Regions from separate parts of the Triticum aestivum genome. Here region 1 is linked to region 2. A link is a contact called in public Hi-C data. All regions are on one chromosome and are shown on one strand. The core of a region is the stretch at or near the end of the contact, and the rest is flanking DNA. Distances in the headings are between cores, read along the strand shown. Region 1 holds the start of LOC123182177 (ferredoxin-6, chloroplastic). Region 2 holds the start of LOC123159358 (NAC domain-containing protein 90).

The links. A called contact is a pair of places that touch in the nucleus more often than the background predicts.
Region 1: a contact with region 2 is called in a Hi-C map of leaf, with 3 times the contacts expected there. The contact joins the promoter of LOC123182177 here to the promoter of LOC123159358 in region 2. A contact is called at or near these places in 2 of 5 Hi-C or Micro-C datasets (both in leaf).

Annotation. Positions count from the first base shown.
Region 1 is chr1D:373,952,460-373,957,715 of IWGSC CS RefSeq v2.1, forward strand. LOC123182177 (ferredoxin-6, chloroplastic) reads right to left here and starts at 2,382. Exons shown (of 2, transcript XM_044594654.1): 1 at 2,042-2,382; 2 at 664-1,442. The coding sequence starts at 2,367. The coding sequence ends at 977. LOC123182176 reads right to left here. Exons shown (of 5, transcript XM_044594653.1): 5 at 2,766-3,228. The coding sequence ends at 3,203.
Region 2 is chr1D:373,795,809-373,800,354 of IWGSC CS RefSeq v2.1, forward strand. LOC123159358 (NAC domain-containing protein 90) reads right to left here and starts at 3,154. Exons shown (of 3, transcript XM_044577188.1): 1 at 2,970-3,154; 2 at 2,593-2,882; 3 at 1,370-2,288. The coding sequence starts at 3,126. The coding sequence ends at 1,974.

The DNA of each region.
Region 1 (5,256 bases), core at 1,132-3,631, 160 kb after region 2:
CTGACATCGAGGCCGAAACGTGCGAGGACTCCACAACCATGCACCTAATAACTCCACTCTTCTCTCAGAACAAATATCGTCCCCAACAGAAGCCCAACTTGATATACGAATGAAAAGAACATCGTCAAAACATTATTAAAATTCAAGCCAGCGTAGATAAACCAAAACGAAACAGCCAACAAAATAACCTGCTAGAGAAAAAAGAGTTGATCCCATGAACGAAGAACGGCGTGACAAAGGACACGTTAGCCTCGAAAGTATAAATTATGTGGACTGGATTACTGGAAGGAACCTCCATCGAACCGTTTCAGTTAGTAGTAGTTTATTTAACTGAAAGATAGAGCATGAACAGAGCCACCTTAGTCTGAATCACTGTGTTAACTGAACTGACCAACGTGACTTGGAAAGTTGGAATTGGCAAAGACAAGCTAAAGAACAATGAGATGGAGCAGAGGCCAGAGGAAAGGCTAACAAACAGTGCTACTCGTATCATTTTCCATTTTAGCGAGGGAACACAATATCAAAATTCATAAGATGCCTTCTTATGGAGTATCGTCTCACGGTTTCCCGCGCTAGGACCAAGCTATTTATAGTTATCTAAAATGCAAAGACTAAAAAGTTCAGACTTCTGAACTCCTGACATCCATTCAAGTAACCAAAACATAATGCAAACAGAGGAGCGGCCAAATATAATTCCTCAAGGAAGTGACCCATAAGTACAACATGTTTTCAAGACCTCCAACAGTGTATGGTAGTTCGAATTGCTGCAATCTAAACAGATGCAGTTTGGATTGACAAACCATTTTACATCAATTATTGTCACAACTCATATAGAACGATCTCATCAAAAGACCGGACTGATCACCAGGAAGATACACCCACCTAGCCATCTCTCTAGATAATAACAGAAGGCAACTGAACAACGAATCCGCCATGGAACTTCAACAATTGTGCCACACAAGCACATGTGAGACAACTAGTAGAGTTCCTCCTCTTGGTGGGTTTGAATGACGCAATCCGCCTTGGGGTATGAAATACAGGTCAGAAGGTATCCCTCACCCATCTGGTTCTCATCGAGGAAGGAGCCCTCCGACTGATCAACCTCCCCGGTAGTCATCTTGCCCGCGCATGTGGAGCACGATCCGGCGCGGCAGGAGAATGGCAGCTCCACTCCAGCATTTTCAGCTGCCTCGAGAATGTAGGTGTCTTCAGGGGCCTCAAACTCGTGCTCTTCACCGTCTGGGCTTATGAGCTTCACCTTGTGCACGGCCGCGGCAGACACCCTGAACTTGTTTGACATCCTTAGGCCAGACAAGTTTGGTGTTTGCTTGGCGTAACCGATGAAGGAAGCGCTCCTGATCGCCGGAGCAACAGCCCGGGAACCAGACCCGAATTTAGCAAAGGACACTCCTGGAGCAGTGGCAGTTGACATCTTGCTGATACTGAAGAAAACACAGAATTAGGTCGAAATAAAGTATAACGGCAGAATTAAGTATCACAACTTTGTAAACTTGTAATCATATACTGCTATTATGATCACCAAAATTCCTAGCTGCACAGCTTTTAGGTTGTAATCATGCATATGATCAACATTAGTCCTATCTGCAAAGCTTAAGAGTGGTCCATTTCCCGGATGGCACATTCACAGGTACAGCAGAGTATGTGGTTGTCTGGTAGAACAACACCAACACCAAATCACTGTCCCGATTTAAACCGGTTCAAATTAGAAGCCCCTAATAACTTGGCAAGTGGATTTCTTGTACAAAAGCCAGTTCTGTCCCCACTTTCCAGAGTTCAGCATGATATGGACAGTAGTACGGTGCTAAGGGCCAAAAACCTATCGACCAGGCACAGATCCGGCGAGCGCATGGACTCGCCGGTCGCCGGCACATGACACTGGAGCCGGGGGCGCATCACAACCAAGGCGGCGATCTACAGCAACAAACAACGGGGCAGCCTAGCGGCGAGCGGGGCGCGGCGTGCGATCGATCAATCAACACGGAAGCGAAGAGGGTGGCGGATCGACAGGCGGGGTGCGTACCTCCTCCGACGAAACAGACGGGGGAGAAGGCGGCGCTGATCTCGCAGGCGAGGCGAGGAGAGGCGGCGGAGGCTGGTTGGACTTTGGGATCGCGAGATGCTGTGGGGGGTGGTGAGGTGGCCAGCACGCGTACGGCGCCTTATTAATAGGGGGGAGGGGTGGCAGACTCTCTGCTGCAGTGCTCGGCTCTGTCTGTCTGCCCGCTGGCCCTGGCTGCCGGGCACGCGCCTCTTCCGTCCTCGCGCTGGGTGGGCCGTGGGTCGCCTCCCCGCGGCTGGCGGCTTGGGCGAAAGGCCGCGGCTGGCCGGTGTGGAGTGCCAAAGCATCGCGCCAGGGCGACCTAGGCCAATTTTTCCTCTGCTTCTTATTTCGAGAGGGATCGTCACTGGAGTAGTTTAGTTCACGGCTCTGATTAGATCAGGCGGCCGCTCTCGGCGTGGGGCGCGCCGCTTGGCAGGGCTCAGGGGCCGGATCGGGCAAGCGGGTAGGTGGGCAGCCCCTGCTGACACCGGGGACCCACGCGCCGGTTCCACTAAAAAAGGAGAATCAAAGGCGCATCAAGCAGACAAACTCAAAGCGGACTAGCGCAGTCAGAGCCGCACATCAGGCTTGATAGGGGTCAAATCACGCAAAACATAGCACAACAGAGATTGGGCACCATGAGCAAAGCAGATTTATGTTATTTAATCACCAGGTAGAGGCAGGCAGTTTACAACTCAGAATATAGCAATGAATCAGCTCCGTTCGAGTGGAGTTTTCATTTCGCGAGAAATATATTAACATTGAGGTTGCCACAATCAATCAAAATCTGCAGTAACTGTTCATCTCACCGATCTGGCAATCGTTGATTAGCACAATGGCATCAGCATGGTACAGTGGTTTTGGAGCCAGAAAATGACAATTAGCGGGAGTATCACAGCATCCTCTGGTGCCGGGTCATGCCACCGAGGAGCCAACCACAGTTATCAACTGCGCAAAAACGTGGGCAAACCTCTGTCTGTGTCATGCCGCGATCAGAAGCCTATGGATCCTTCTTCATAGGGAACCATCCATCAGACAGACTGATTGGTGCGATGCAACGCAGCGGCTGATACATACGTACATAACGGTGATTGTTACATGCACAGGGACCAAAATTAGATACATGTCGCAGCATTCACCTCACTTGACATGCAAAACCAGCAAGCCTGCAACATGGACGAAATCATATCAGCTGAGGACGCTTACAGAGAGATACATCTTATGGAGAATACTAGCTTGGTTTGATGCAGGTAAAGAACTAACTGCTGCCCGTTAGGTTATGTAAATATATGATCTGAGATATAAGATATGTGAACAGTACTAACAGCTGGCAACAATATACGTTGCCTACCAAAGAACGTTAAATTGATAAACTTGACCGATCAACAGTCTGTGAGCAATAATGTGTGTTGCCTACAAAAGAACGTTGTCATCATCATGGATGCTTTGGTCCAATCTTTTCTATTGTCTTGATTCACATAGAGTGAGAGCGCGTGTCTGTGAGCTTGCCCACCCATGTTTGAGGCACAGCCTTCACAGGGTGCCTCACTTCTATTAAAAAACACCCTGGGTGCTAATGTCTATTGGTCGAGTTGTTTTAGTTTATATAAAGAAAAAAGTCCATTTTACTACCCTGAAGAAAATGGTTGGTTCATATAACCCCCTGATCTTTCTTTTTTTGTTCCCTTGACCCCCTGATCTATCCGATACCGTTCAGAAATAGTTATGGGTGATTTGCTCAGGTGGTTTGCTGACATGGACGTAGTCAAAGCAGTTTGTTGACCAGTGTTGACGTGGACATACTCTCTGTGGCATTAATTTTACAGAAAAGCCCCTAAAAGCTAGAAACTCTATCAGCCGGCCACACCAAGCCTCGTGGCCGAACGACGGCGAGCGTGGGCGCAGAGCAGAGGAGGCCCAACCAGGCAACCAGCATCTTATGCAGTTTGGTCCCCAGCATGGTGGTGCACGCCAGTCTTGCTGATGCCCTGCCTCCGCTGCAATTTTCTTCCGACAAGGAACGAGCAAGCCAGCGGCGGGACGCAGCATGTGGCGCGGCTCCATGGCGGTGCAACCTAGGCTAGCGGACTGGTCAGTCAGCCGGTGGCGGTGCGCCAACCACAACGGTGACCGAGCTCCGGGCTCACCTAGCGCTAGCGCGTGAACTTTGGAGGAGGCTGTGGAGCACCGGAGGCAGTTTGACTCCTGGCCATGATGCGCCTCGCCTGTGCGCGCGCACAGACCACAGGGTCGCCGGAGCGGGCCTGGACAGCGCCAGGGAGCGACGGCGAGGAGAGGCTGCGCACAGGCGCACACTGTTGTGGGGCCGCGCTGGCCGGTGGTAGCGGTGAAGCGTGGCTTTCCCGGAGCGGCGCCTGCAGAGGCTCACATGGCAGCCACGGTTGGTGCTTTGCAGGGGCGACCGCGGGTGCTCGGGGAGCTCCGGACTTGTGTCTATGGTGGCAGCGTGGGGATGCCGTCGACTGAAGCAGTCCCATGGTGGCCTCGTCTAGAGGAGAGCCTCGTCCCCATCGGCTGGGAGAGAAGGGAGGGGTAGTCGTGGAGTGCCGACTGGAGAGCCGGGCCGTAGGAAAGCACGACGGGAGAACTGGTGGCCAGGAAGTAGACGCTGGAGGTCGTCCCCGAAGCCCACGACGGCGTGGTCGGCCGTGGCGCTGCTGGGGCAGCCGGCCAGGGGGAGAACCCACCGTAGGCGGCCGAGGATGAGGACTGAGCGCCGGCTGCCCTCTTCACCTGACGACAGGGCCCTACTGGTCAACAAACCACTTTGACCACATCCACATCAGCAAACCACTTAAACAAACCAACCCAAGACTATTTTTAAACAGTATTGGACAGATCAGGGGGTTAAGGGAGCAGAAAAAATGATCAGGGGGTTATGTGAACCAACCATTTTCTTCAGGGTAGTAAAATGGACTTTTTTCTTTATATAATGCAGCTTATCTTCTGTGTTCTCTTAATTGACATAATGCAATGGTAAATAAAAAAGAGAGTGAATGTTGAGGATATTAAACTATTAAAGAGCATACAACCTTGGTGCTTTCCAGGTGTTTTCACACTAGCTAAGTATTTGTGATGGAACATAATGGATGCCAACAGAAGAAGAATACACAAACTAAAAAACTGTTCCATTCCTACTCAAGTCTTTGATGTGACAGCTGCAAATATAGTGT
Region 2 (4,546 bases), core at 1,904-4,403:
GGGATATCTGATGAAAGATTGGATTTTTTTTTTACACATTGCATCTCTCCTATACCAGGTTAGGAAGATTACTCGGGTGCTTTTCAGGCTTCTCCAGCATTAACCGGGCATGCTCTCCGGTACGAACAATCATTTATTCATTTACGCTCATTTTTTTTACGGGACTCACGTACACTCAGCTCAGTACCATAACACATTTAGAGCTGCTGATATTAACACAACGACCTGTTAGGATTCAGTACCTTCAGGTTTGTGTCAAAGTTGATGTGGGTGGATTCAGTACCTTGACAATTTTTAGATCTGTTCATATGGGTGGGGTACTAGCTTCAAACAAGATCTCAGCAAAATGACAATGGCAGTTTAACTGAATCATGGAGAGTTGTTTGAAATTGGTACTGCGAAATCAAATTCTAGTGAACCTAGACTGAACCATGCACAAACAGAAATGAATGAAACTTGACAGTCAAGTTTAACTTGTCATTCTGGGCGAAACTTGACTAAATCACAATGTGTGCTGCAAAATCAAATTCTAGTGAAACTTTGAATCATTCAATGACAGTGACAATGACAATGATATGGATGAAACTTGACTGAATCATGCAAACACATTCAGTACTTCACTTGTTCTCATCTCACTTTAATTGCAAAATGACAATTCTAGTGGAACTCAAAAACCTGTATTTTTTTTGCTGGTTTGATAAGCCAGCAGATATTTTATTTTTGCTGAAACCACAATGACAATGACACTTGTGGTTGTTCGATCCCACTATCACTCAATTCGTGTACTGAAACCACAATGACAATTTGGTTCTGACTAACCTCTGCTATATATGTCCAGTAGGATTGTACTCTTGCAAGCCAGAACCAACTCAAGAAGTAGATTTATTAGATCTCGGAATTTTTAGAACCGTATTTTTTTTGTTGTGAGTTCACTAGTTCATTAGCATAAATGCAGTCACTGTTTAACACTCTTGACTGTATATTTGACTGTTCACTATATATTGATTGTATATTTCAGATCATACAATGACAATCTTGACTGTACAACAATAATCGGCGGCGCCGGCAGCCGAATCAGACGAAGTGGCTGGTCCTGCGAGTGGCAGCGGTGGTCGCCTATGTGGCGCAGGTGGGCAGCGGTGGTCGCCCTCATGGCAGCAGCGCAGGTGGGCGGTGGCGCTGGGCCCGAGGGTGGATGCGCTGGTCGCTCCCGTGGGCGGTGGTAGGCAAGGTACGTAGGTGGGCGACGGTGATCGAGCTGCGCGGGTGGCCGGCGTTGGTCGCCTCCATGGCGGCGGTGCAGGCGGGCGGCGGCGTTGGACCCCAATGGTGGCTCGCGCGGGCGGCGGGGTTGTCTAAGTTTTTTTTGTTGTTGCAAAAATCACCATGAACTACGTCTGTGACAAGCTTTCCTTTAGTTTTTATCTCTTGACCCGTACTCTATCATCTTTTTAATTTATTTATTTGAACCAGAAACCGAATCAATATTTCTATCCGTCATCCTTCATTACTTTCACCTGACATATGGGGATGGCTGACATGAGGGCGTCCAAACAAAATATCTGTACCACGTGACCAGGTACAGGTCCAGAGTAAGCCCTTAACAGAGCCAACGTCCGTCCGCTCCCCCGTCGGGAACTGTCAGTACGTACACTGTGGCCTGCAGCGTATACATCGTTTTGAATTCATGTATTCCTTTGACAGTGACCTGCAGAACAGATCTCGATGCTTGCCTGGGCGGCTCAGATTTCGGGTTCACCTGGACCTGAGAGCCAAAACGCCCCGCTGCATTGTTAAATTCCACAGGGGAAATGATAGTACGTACGTAGAAATGGCATCATGGTGACGGCATTTTTTTTAAAGAAATAAAGAATTAAGTAGCTCATCTAAAGCTTTAGTGCAAATCTGTGTTTATTTTTCTAAATGAATCTTTAATGAATCAAATCTTGTTTAAGAGCTTCATCATCCATGTGTTAGACCCAGTCAAAGAGCTCTGCCCAGTCGGTCATGCCGTCGGCGAGCTCCTCATCGGCGCCTCCCTGCTTCTGCTGCTGCTGCACGGAGCGGTAGGCGTCGCTGGACGACGGGACGTCGTTGGCTGCATGCCTTTTCCTCTTCTGACCCTTTCCCACTTCAACATCCTGATTGGGCGACGCAAGCGCGGCGGACGACGACGCCGGGTCCTCAGAGCGGCATCCTCCGGCGGCGGCAGTGCACGGCCGGCGGTCGAACTGCCGCAAGCTGCCTGACCTTGTGTACAGCCGGCACAAGCTGAACTCGCTCCTCACCTACAAACAAGCACAAAAAATGCATAAATAAACATTTAAAGATGCTGTAACTGCTAGTAGCTGATTTGCATATCTCTTCACGTCTCAAATAACCAGTTGACCACGGGCACGTATGTATAGCAAATTAGCCACAGGCAGCTTTCGCAATCAGCATTCGATCATGGCTCTTCACTGCATGAAAGAACATCCGGCATATGGCGAATTGGCGAAAAGAATGGCAACTTGTGATTAACTTGTGATTCTAATATACTACTAGGACTGAGTATCATCATCTAACTAAAACGCGTTTATATTTGTTAATTACCTGGAGCCGAGCGGCGGCATCAGCACCGTCGTCGTCGAAGGCCCTGTACTCGTTCATCTTCCACTTGGTCTTGGCTCCGGCCGGTGCGCGGCCGCGGTAGAACACCATGGTCTTCTTGGTCCCGACGGGGCGGCCATCGGCGGAGTAGACCAACCCTGGCGTGCCCGCCGCCTTCCAGTAGCCTGACGGCGTCGTGCGGCTGGGCCGCCCGCCCCGTGCCTCCCGGTCCTGCCGCGCGCAGAAGTAGAACCACGGCTCCCCGTGCCCTGCACACGCTCCCCGGTGCACCTCTGCACGCACATACACATTCAGTTAGCAATGATAGCAGTTCGCTGCTAATAGCAGTGCATTACACATGTGTATATCTTGGTTCGTGCCTGGGAGCTGCCAGGGGTCGAGGGAGCAGACGTCGGCGACGGGGATGACGCGCTCGATGTCGCCGCGGCGGCGGCCGTCGAGCATGTGCCGGAGGTAGAAGCGCACCAGCTCCTCCTCCGTAGGGTAGAAGCGGTACCCGGCAGGCAGCTCGCCCATGGCACACGTCCAGTCGATATTGTGGAGCTCGAATGGAATGGGAACTGCGTGTGTGGTCTACGTCTGTGGAGCGTGGGGTTATATAGGACGGCGCGAGGGAGAAATTTCTCATGCTGCTGTGGAAAAACGTAGCGAGAGAGAGTGGGGAGTTTGCGGTGTGCGGTGGGGAGGAAGGACTCGGTCAGTCTCAGCCGTGTTCATATTTCACTTTTCTTAGTTATACTTACTTATATAAGAGTCTTAGTTAACGAGTGTTGATTCAGTTTTGGATTTAACTAGCCTGGCTGCCTACACCGGTCACCATCTTCCAAATGACGTGACTACGCGTGGGCGTGGCACGGAAAGAGTAACATGAAAATAATGTAGATGTAGATATTTTTTTTCGAGCCTTGGAACAATTGTTCTAAGGTATATTTTTCATATAATTGTAAAGAATATGCTACATGGGTGAGGAGAAAAGAGAGGAACAAAAAAGGTCCAAAGGGGTAAAACAGAATTATCTACTTCCTGCTCTATGTATGAACTCCATAAGATAGAGATTATTGTCTATCCACTGTGAACAAGGGCGTACCCAAGTTGAGCTACTCGGGTGCACAGGACACTAGGTGCAGGATGTTTTCTTTGTAAGTTTGATGCAAAATATAGTGTGTGACGCCTCATCTTTAGATGACAAATATGAGTGATCATATTGCTAGGACACCTGGTCATCTTCTCTCTAGCTCCGCCCCTGACTGTGAATACAAAAATCTGCATGCTTCTCCTTGATTTTGAATTGAACAAGCTTGAGATCATTTTTTAGAGCTGATCTCCAGTTTTGGATACAGGATTGTAAAGCTCTGAAGATCTTGCCATTTCTCTGAAGCCAATGTTCTCGCAGCCTAAAATTGTGATTTTCATGCCAAAAGCTTTGGGCAGTTGTTCATTGGAAAACATAGTTTCTTCATAGACAGATGTACCTCTCCTTTTTATTTATTTTTTTGAAACAAGGCAAAAGGCTTGCCATTTTCATTGAATAAGAAGAAGGTTTAAGAGTCTTGGCCAAAAGATCAGATTACAAGCATCACTCTCGCGGCATTATATTACACAAATATTTCGCCCCGGCAAGGCACCACAGCGAAATTTCTGCTTTGACGCGAGTCACAAGCACCCCGACCGGAATTGCCGTGCTGCGGAACACACGTGCATTTCGCTCTTTCCAAATTTCCCAAGAGATAAGAAGCATAAGGGAAAGAAGTGCCCTTCGAGATTGTGACCTCCCGGAAGTTATGTTGCGCCACCACTCCTTGACGGAAACCATGCCTCCCCAATTCGTAGGATGGACATCATGTAAACCGAGCCATGTTTTGATCATTCCCCAAACTCTAACCGTGTAACGACATTGGAAGAGAAGGTGAGCTGCTGATTCTGGCGTTTGTTTGCA